Linked DNA regions of Mus musculus: regions 1 and 3 are each linked to region 2. Evidence: chromatin contacts called from public Hi-C and HiCAR-type data. All regions are on one chromosome and are shown on one strand. The core of a region is the stretch at or near the end of the contact, and the rest is flanking DNA. Distances in the headings are between cores, read along the strand shown.

Region 1 (3,151 bases), core at 575-3,074, 47 kb before region 2:
GTTCTGGACCCGCAGCGCTCTCTCGAAGCAGAGTCCTCGTACGAGCCACCACTTGTCGCATCCACCCCAACCAGCAGGAAAGACACAACACCACGTTGTCCTTCTTCAGTTGTCCTTCTTCAAGCAGGTTTATTCAGGAACACTTTGTATTGCAATGCAGGAACAGGAATCCGCAGAACAACCCTGGGGCGTGCCTTAAATACCCTACTGACTCCTCCCAATCACCCCAGTCACATAGCAGCAGTCCATTGGTTCACAGCAAGTGACACACCTCAGGCGAGTTGACAAGGCATGGCGTCTGCACAGTGCAGGTGCCTGGGATGTGGCTAAGTCAGAGGTAATGAGGAAGTCAGGCACAGGTCATAAGACCTGGCAGCCGTCCCAGGCGCCATCCTGGGGTCGTGGCCGCACCCGCTCCTCACAGGAAAGCTGGGGACAGGACACACTTCGGGGGCATCTGGAGTGTGCAGCATTTTGAGAAAAAAAAAAAAAAAAAAAAAAAGGAGTTCAGTGGCGAAAGGCAAGACCCAGCAAATAATCCTTCAAATGAGAACACACTTCAGAGCCAGGGATATGTGTGTGTACCTAACAGCTGGTGCACTGAATAAGCCTTGCTAGATATATCAAATAGGTGGCCTGAATTGAGCTCATTTCAAAAGGGTGCAACCCAGAGTTAGTATAAACCTAAGGAATAAAGTCCCATAAGACTTCAGACACCAATCACATTCCAGGTTGTAACTTGCATGCAGCGCCAGCTGGCTTACATGTAGGATTTCCACACTCCTGTCCTCTCACCCCAACAACACTGTGTGGCTGAGAACTCTCACATGCACTTCACTTTGGTTCTCCAGTTCATTATAAAGGAAGCAACCCTGCAGCAGCTGGATGTAAGAAATGCAAAAGCCAAGATGCTGAGGAAGGACCAGGAATTTCCATGGCCTCCCAGTATGTCACTCTCCACATTGCTTCATTGGATTTGCAACTCAAAAACTCTGGAAACTGCACTCTGTCCCTTTTTACTGAGGTCTTACTAAATAATAGTGATTCATTCAACCGTTGTGGTTAAACACAATCTCCAAACTGTTCTCCCACTCTAGAGTTTAAAGGTCTCATCCTCCAGTCACCACACAGTTCTTTTGCTGAGCCTAGGAATTCTTGGATCTGTAAATAAATTATTATTATTATTATTATTATTATTATTATTATTATTATTAATCCTTCTGTCAGGTCTGTGAGACAACTGAAAACCAGATAACAAAGCCTATTTCCCAGATATGTCGACAGCTGTCTTTTTACACCCTAGAAACCCAGAAGGTTTTACTAACTTCCCTTTGTGTGTGCTGCTACAGAACGTGACCTTGTTTACGCACTCCTTCTGCCAAACACTCAGCTTAGCCAATGACCTTTAAATCCACAGTCCTGTTGCATTGATATTCAGCCAGAGGAACATGTGATTAGTCCAAAGTTAGCTTGAGCTGTGTTTAAGCCACATATATTTTTGATCTAAAAATTTTGATTCCACAAGAACTATCAAAAATACCTTTGATTTCAGCATTCTCAGCTACTTAATCAGCAAGAAGATGTACTGGCTCATATGTCTGAAATCCTGAAAATATCATGAACTTTTCATCATTTTGCTTTGATGCTGTGTTGACTTCATTTTAGACCAACTTGTTTTCTAATTCCAGGTGGCTGCCAGGGGTTCCTATGGCAGTATTCCAGTAAATGAGAACTGAAGACTCTGAAATCTTACTACTTAGTGATGGCTGACCGGCTAACCTGCCTGTGTTCAGGGGTGTTGGCTGAAGGCATAAGACTGCTGACTCGGATTTGCACAATTCACTAGTCACAGCGACAGCACAGGCTGGCACTTTATGTGGTGTTTCCTTATACCCAGTAGTGATTCAGAGGAGGCTGGGTAACTCCATCTGGGACAAGCTGTGCTACAGGAAGCAAACCCCTCACCTGGAGAACCTGAATCTTTCATAACTTGTGTTGAGCATGGACTGACCGTCACTCCCAAGGGAGACTATTTTTGTCTTAAGGGCTATTAGGTAAAGAAGTCTTTAAATAATCTCCTGATTATTTAAACTCAACTGAAAGGTAGAAAAAGAAATAGCCAAAATAATATTAAACTGACATGCACACAATAGAAGTGATGGCTCCCAGTCCATGCCAGGGGACTTCAAAGAAGGCCTTGGGAGATGACTGTGTGAAGTGTATGTTGGTGGAGATTCATTGTACGTTTCCTTAATCTGTTTCTAAATCAGACCAGGCTGTGCTGTGAGTTATTGATCCTTATAACCTAGAGTCTGGCATATTATTAGCATAGCTAGTTTGTTGAATGAATGAATAATGTTTCTGTAAATCTATTACCACATTATATTCCAATCTTTACTTTTATAAACTTGTTCTTAAATATAATTTTATTTTATTCTCATCTTGAGATTTATACTCAACAAAAAATGTAGTTTAACTTTTTTCTGGTTCATGTTAAAATACTTTGTATGGTTTAGGGCTGAGAGTGTAGCTCTTAGAGTGCTTACCTAGCATCCAAAAGGCCCTGGGTTTGATTCTCAGTACTACCTAAAACTGGATGTGATGGTGTATGGAGTTGGATGGGTAGGGAGGTAGGGAAAATTCTGAAGAAGTTGAAGAAGTTGAAAGAATATGCTCAAAATATACTGTGTACAAAATTGTGTAATAAAATTTTTAAAAATAAAATAAAACAGGAAAAATAGTTTTTCTTTTTTTCCTCCGCTGATTTTTGCACAGACATCCTGGAAGAATTATGACAGGACAAGGCAGCCAATGCCTCCACTCAATTCAGAAAGCCTCTCACCTAGCACTGTTTCCTAGCATATAACAAGTTGAACAGAGCAATCTCTGGTTCATCCTAGATATAGTCACTGGAGCAACTGCTATGGATAGCAGACAGTGAACTTCATTACTGGTTACTCTTTGTCAACTTGACACAAACAAGAGTCAGCTGAGAAGAGTGAACATCAGTTGATAATTCCCTCCATCAGATTGGCTTCTAGGCATATCTGTGGAACATTTTATTGATTGATAATTGATGTGGGAAGAACAAGCCCACTGGGTGTTGCCACCTCTGGGCAGGTGACTCTGGGTTGTATAACTCAGCAGGCTG
Region 2 (3,009 bases), core at 127-2,626:
TTGCACATTAAATTCATGATTTAAAAAAGCCAGGACAGGAACTCCAAGAGGGCAGGAACCTAGAAGCAGGAGCTGATGCAGAACCTGTGGACCAATGCTGCTTACTGGCCTGCTCATCGTGACATGCTTACCTCGATTTGTTATAGAACACAGGACCACCAGCCCAGGGTGGCACCATCCACAATGGCCCTCCCCGTCCAGTTACTAATTAAGAAAAAGGTCTTAAAAGCTATTCTCAATTGAGATTCTTTCCTTCTATGTAACTCTAGCTTGTATCAGGTTAATGCGAAAGTAGGCTGTGTTAGAACTTATTAAATTTGCATAATATGAAATAAATTGTACAAGATGTGTTTCTTGCATTGTATGAAGCCTGTGAACTACAATTACTTCCCTAGAAATAGTGAGTGGCCCTGAAGAAATTACAGGGGCTGGAGAACTGGCTGCTCTTCTGGAGGACCCAGGTTTGGTTCCCAGCATGGCCACTTAGCCATCTGTAACTCTAGTTCCAGAGGATTCAATGCCCTCTTCTGGCCCCCTTAGGCAACAGTCACACATGCCATGCAGATGCAGGCAAACACACACACACACACACACACACACACACACACATATGTGAGATACAAAATAATAAAAGATCATTTACAAGCACTTAGAAAATCTTATTGGAAAAATTGGTTTTGTAAAATATAAGAATATATAATAAGAAACAAATCTCTTCCAAGTGCAGTTGACATTTTGGGTAGAATGTAAAAACAACAAACAGAAGGGCCACACCAGTAGATGTTTTGATCTCCTGAAGACCTGAATCCAGTTAGGGCACCTTGTCCTCTTCCCCTTGAGTGATGTCACCAGGAACTGCTCACAACCTAGTGTAAATAAGTATCTGGGGAAGAAACTGTGGGTAGGGCAAGGGTTCAGGTATTTCGTCAGGAAAAGCCTAGAACAATCTGGAAAAGCTTTCTCTGGCTACTGTTTGGGTAGTTTTTATTTGTTTATTTATTTTAGAAAAAAACAAGGTGCAGTCCAACTTGGGCCTCAAAGAAACGGGACCTTAAGGGACGCTGTCTGTCCTTGACACTGCATTTCCTTGCTGGCTTTTCTTGCACTTTGAGCCATGCAGGATTGGGCTCCTCTGCAGTTATTGGTTGCTCTTCACAGACTGACAGACTTGTCTGGAACCTCTCAGAGGAAAGTTTCAGGTTGCTGGGGCTTGCCAAGCCCACTAAGCAGCGAGCAGAGCAAAGTGGGGTGGGGACAGAAGGAGGAGCGGGAGAAGCGGGAGGAGGATCAGGAGGAGGAGCAGCCTTTCACACTCCACTGCTCCGCCTCTGATTGGCTCTGGGTTTCAGCTGCTTCGCTGGAACAAAAGGTCAAAGTGGACTGCAGTGTAAATGTGGAGGCAGCCGATAAATATCCTTGCCTGCAGCTGGAGGTGGAGAGGCAGTGTCAGCTGCAGCAGGTTGTGTGTTCCGCGGGTCCTGCACACAGGGCTTGACTGGAAGGCACTCGGGGATCCCGTGCAGATTCGCACACGAGGATGGCTTGTGAAATCATGCCGCTGCGAAGGTAGTGTTCTCTGCTTCTTATGCTGTTTGGTATTTTCTGGGCAGCGTACTTGGCCAGTGCTCTCGGCATCATTAGTAACAGGCTGCAAACCTTGCAGTCTGTTCTGCACAGTGCTCTTTCCTCAGACCAGATAGAAACATTTAAATAGCGCACTTCTCTTTCACTGACACTTTTGTGTAGTTGCTCATGATTATTGGGTTCAGCTATACCTTCTTTTAAGGGAAGTGTATTTAAGACAATACCTCTGCAAACCGAAGCAAAGCAAACTGAATGGGCTTCCTGGGTCTCCAGGCTGTTAGAGCTCATAGATGGATCTGATTCTCTGCTCTCTAGGCAAGGACTTTCTTCAAGTATATTGTAGTTATCGGAATAAAGGTTGAGAACAATGTTTTTCCTTGAATAATTCTAGGTAGATTGGTTACCCAAATGACGCTTGGAAAAAAATAACAAAACAAAAACAAAAACCAAAAAGGAAAAAAAAAATGCTGTGTAAGAGTGATAGAGCACAGGGTTCTGGCTTTGCTTTTGAGGACTGTGATGGGGGCAGGGGGTGGGGTGTCTCTCTGAGTCCTATAGAAATAAATAAAGGTAACTAACTGTACATAGCCCTGGCTGTTAGGAAGCACACTGCTGGTGAAGTAGACCCGAGTGCTGAGTGCTGTGTGTTAAAGCCACTACAGAAATCACTGAGTCCTGTCCCCACAGAAAGTCTGAGCCGCCCAAGGTCACAGTTCATAGTTTAAAAACTGACTTGTGCTAATCATATGGTTACATCTGAATTGCAATTACTTAGTGATAGTGACATTTGACTTCATATATATGTTTCATTTACAGTTTTCTATGGAAAATGGTATTGTCAAAAATCAGACAGTAATGGCAATTTATTGAAAATACTTAGATGAAATGAATTTACTGAAAAGAAACAATCCCATGTATATTTTGTTTGTGCTTTAGCAACAGAAATATGATTTTAAAAGTGTATCATTTTTGGTAAAGAGATTCCTTCAGGCTGGCTGTGGTGAGAGCCAGTGTGGTTGTTTTTCTTTTGCTGTCCTGACATGTCCACTGTAATAGGAACTTGATGTGGTGTTCAGAGTACCTTATCAGAGAATTGATACTTAATGTAGAAGAAAGTGCTGTGTAGAGTAATCTATAATTCTACATTGATTTGGTGGAAAAGTCCCCATGCTTGAAATTTCTAAGAGAACAAAACTAATGTACACTTTTTGGAGTTTTAATATCTAATTGTTAGGTTGGGAACTTTTGTCCTTCCAATGATGTCGGTCCTCAAGATCTCTAAGCAGGTCATGTTTTAGATAAAAAGTATTGGCCATTACTAAGCCCTGTTGTAGCTACACAAAAATAGAATGCCTGCTATGTAGAGCAAAAATGACCATGTGAGTTCCTGAAAACTATTTTACATTGTTGGTCGCTATAGTGAAA
Region 3 (3,201 bases), core at 331-2,830, 36 kb after region 2:
CTTCTCTAGGTAGAAGGAAGCTCTGACAGGTGCACATCAGGGCATGGAATATGTTTTAATTATCCTAAAAGAGTCGGGCTTTTTTAGAAAATAGAAGAAGTTTATATACATTCAGCCAAAGGTACTAAACCACTTGTTAACAATGAGCTGTCACTTGAGAATTTCCATCTTGAATGTTGGGAGGAAAATGCGCTGTGGAAAACTCAAGTTGGAAATGGCTATGTAGGAAGTTGTGCTGTTCCTTGGTCTCTGTCCCCTCCGGTCCCTGCTGACCTCCATGAGTTCTGAGCAGATTTAGAAACATGCCTGTGCTTGCAGGGCTTGGACAACAGGTGGTAGAAAAGACAATCGGCAGCCATCGCACTAGCATGGCAAAGGAAGGAGAAGGCCACCAGGCCTGGCTGCACCACCAGCCTTAGAGCTAGAAGCTGTTTTCTAAGGTCAGTGTTTAAAGAAGTAAACAAGCCCCTCTATGTGCTACACAGTGGAAGTACTCCTGTCATGGTGGCGATCATCAAGGATGACATGGGACCTGGCTCATTCTTCCATACAGGCATCCCTTCAGATGATGGTTCATCATCTCTGACCCCTCAGCCAACCTGATTTTCTCTCTCTCTGCTCTTTTTACAGTGCTCATGTATCCCAAGTCAGCAATGTTTCAACAACTGGAGAGTAAGTCCTTTGTCTTTATATTGAACAATATTTTATGCCTTTTCCCATTTATTAATAAAAAAAGCAAATTCTAATGTTGTGTTGAATTGGAAGATTAAGATAATATACAACCAGTGATCTTTAAGCTGCTCATATCCAGAAAGTAGGCATGTCTGTCATTATACACAATCCCCCTTCCCCATTTGAAACCACCAACTAGATTCTTTGTTAGTCTTGCTGTGTGTATTAGATTAGCCTTAGTTTACTCTGTACTCCAGACTGGCCTTTAATTCGCAATTTTCCTGCCTATGCCCCAGTGCTAGGGTAACAGGTGTATTTTCCACTATGCCTGGCACTACTAGCTTTTTGTTTATTTTAATAAAAGCCATGTCAGGGTTAGTTAATGTTTGCAAAGCTGACTCTGTTCCCTGGAGGCATCTTGCCATGGGAAAAAAAATAAGTAAAGGCTAAAGCATTAACCATGACTTTCCTTCCCACTTCGTTCGTTTATTGAGGACCTACAGTGTACCACACACAGTGTTGAGTGTGTGATATTGAATGAGCCTTGGCTCTACCTTCATGGCTATTTTGCAGTCCTTTTAATTTTGTTGTTATAGGGATGTAGAAAAGAAAGCAAAGGCCTGGTAGCACCGAGTCCTTTCTCCTCACAGCCGTGGCTGTCCTGGGTTACTTATATCTGGCACATGCTTTCTTCCCTCAGAGGCTTCCAGGTACATGCAGGCTAAGCACAGCCCTGTTTTGTGCCCTGCCCTGGTCTGGGACTTCTACACTTGCTTGTCTCTCTGACCACATTGTGCTTTCTTATTTGGGCGCTTGACTTTCTGTTCCTGAGATAGCCCTTGGCTGGGCCCTGCCCAGCCAGCACTTTCATGTTTTGGTTCATTCCTTCTAGGAATCACTTCCTGGCTCACTACCAGACAGCACACTGCCACACTGTTCCCTCTGCCCTGTTCTATGGAAGTACAAACTCTGCTAACACAGGATCTTTTCTGTCATGTTTGTGGTTATCTCCCTGGTGCCATGAAACTTGTATTAGGCACTATCTGGGTATTTTTCACTTCACTAGATGAATCTGACCAAAAGCCTTTCTGTCTCCCCTACTGTTTTCTTCTTCTTCTGAGATACTGGAAACCTTTTCATAGCATCTTCCCTGGGCAATAATCAAATGTTAGGGACCAGGAAGGTGTGGTCTGGAGGAAAGAACATAAAGAAGAAGAAGCGGGATCTCAAATGATGGAGTTGGGATCTTTCTGTTAGTTGAGGAAGCAAACAAGGCAGAACTAACGTTCCTTGGCTTCATCAGATGTAAAGATTCCAGAACTGAACCAAGATGGGCATGTTCTCACCTTGTTGTGTCTGATAATCTTTCTTCATGTAGTTGGTAACACTGTAATTGCTCAGTATTTGATGCTAATATATTTACATTCTCCTACACCAGTTAGTCAATAGGGACACAGAAAACAGAAGTCACAGTGAACACCTCAATTAGGTTATGCTTGCCCCTTGTCTTCAAATAATTTTTATAAAATATCTTAATAAAATTAAGAAACATTTAGTCAAACTGTGCCTATCTGGAAAACTTTAAGTTGAAGTTTGGAAGGACTATTTGATGAAACGAGGGCTGGTGATATCATAAGATTGTAAGTTTGAGACTTGCCTGCTCTATGTAGCAAAACTGTCTCAAAATATAACAAACAAAAACCATGTTATTTAAAGAAAGTTACTCTTTTCTAGATACTTTTTAAAAAGTGTGAATCTTTTCCAAGTAAAGAAAAGCCTGCTTTGATGAGTATAAATTAAGAAATTTCCATTCAGAATTAAACTGAATGGCAGTTGATTACTTAGATATACTGAAAGGCTCTGCCACTGTAAACTGGCACATTTGTGAGAGTCAGGTAGAGGAGTGTCAATGGGCAAAGTGATATAATTTGGATTTGACATTTTAGTTCAAAACATACCACTAAGTTAATGAAGCAATCAAGATTACCAATGATTGCCCTTAAAATAAACCCACATTCAGAAGTATCTGTTTCCCACTATTTAGTAATACATTAGCAAAGGCCGAATGGTATGTTGATCTAAAAATATTTGTATATTGCATTTTTTTAAAAAATGACTTAAATTAGAGCAGTTTATTTGTCTTGCTTTGTAAATTTATTAAAATTACTTAAAGACAAGGGGAAAGTATAGCCTAAGTGAAGTGGTGACTGTGACTTTCATTTTCTATGTCCCAATCCAGAGAATGTAAATATGTTAGCATCAAATACAGAACAACCTACAGTGTTATCTACTACACAAGGAAAGATTATCAGACACCACAAGGCAAGAACATGCCCATGTTGGCACTGTTTTCGCCCGTTGTGCTTAGTAACTTTGATTGCTTCATTAACTTGTTATTTGTTTTTAACTAGACTCTTAGAAAGAACCATCAGGTCAGCAGTAGAAGAGCATCTTTTTGATGTCAGCAACGCTGGAGACCAAAGTTCAGAGGACTCAGAACCCGGACCATCTTCAGCATCTTCTATACCC

What was found. Hi-C and Micro-C count contacts between places; a contact is called where the count stands out from the background. HiCAR-type assays count read pairs that join an accessible place to other places.
Region 1: a contact with region 2 is called in a Hi-C map of liver, with 3 times the contacts expected there. The contact joins the enhancer-like site here to the promoter of Fam13a in region 2. A contact is called at or near these places in 1 of 39 promoter capture datasets (liver), 14 of 484 Hi-C or Micro-C datasets (brown adipocytes, cardiomyocytes, embryonic fibroblasts and 5 more), 5 of 115 datasets of contacts at active chromatin or transcription factors (embryonic stem cells, kidney and liver) and 2 of 9 other capture datasets (adipose tissue and pancreatic islet).
Region 3: a HiCAR-type map of kidney shows a contact between it and region 2, with 1.9 times the contacts expected there. The contact joins the enhancer-like site here to the promoter of Fam13a in region 2. A contact is called at or near these places in 3 of 484 Hi-C or Micro-C datasets (granulosa cells, olfactory sensory neurons and uterus), 4 of 115 datasets of contacts at active chromatin or transcription factors (cardiomyocytes, embryonic stem cells, kidney and 1 more) and 2 of 9 other capture datasets (adipose tissue and liver).

Annotation. Positions count from the first base shown.
Region 1 is chr6:59,070,539-59,073,689 of GRCm38.p6, reverse strand. No RefSeq gene overlaps it. Among named protein-coding and RNA genes, the nearest start is that of Gm22367, 27 kb to the left of the region's middle. Within about 2 kb of position 1,824, at least 15 of the 459 cell types and tissues checked have an H3K27ac peak or open chromatin away from gene starts, as enhancers often do. A contact at or near this core is called in adipose tissue, brown adipocytes, kidney and 2 more, where this site is marked.
Region 2 is chr6:59,022,869-59,025,877 of GRCm38.p6, reverse strand. It overlaps Fam13a (family with sequence similarity 13, member A), which reads left to right and starts at 1,376. Exons shown (of 18, transcript NM_153574.2): 1 at 1,376-1,566. The coding sequence starts at 1,538. It overlaps Gm52905 (a long non-coding RNA gene), which reads right to left. Exons shown (of 2, transcript XR_003956447.1): 2 at 968-3,009.
Region 3 is chr6:58,987,215-58,990,415 of GRCm38.p6, reverse strand. It overlaps Fam13a (family with sequence similarity 13, member A), which reads left to right. Exons shown (of 18, transcript NM_153574.2): 3 at 631-672; 4 at 3,084-3,201. All of the region lies in intron 2 of 8430415O14Rik (a long non-coding RNA gene), which reads right to left. Among named protein-coding and RNA genes, the nearest start is that of 8430415O14Rik, 24 kb to the right of the region's middle. Within about 2 kb of position 1,580, at least 3 of the 459 cell types and tissues checked have an H3K27ac peak or open chromatin away from gene starts, as enhancers often do. A contact at or near this core is called in kidney and olfactory sensory neurons, where this site is marked.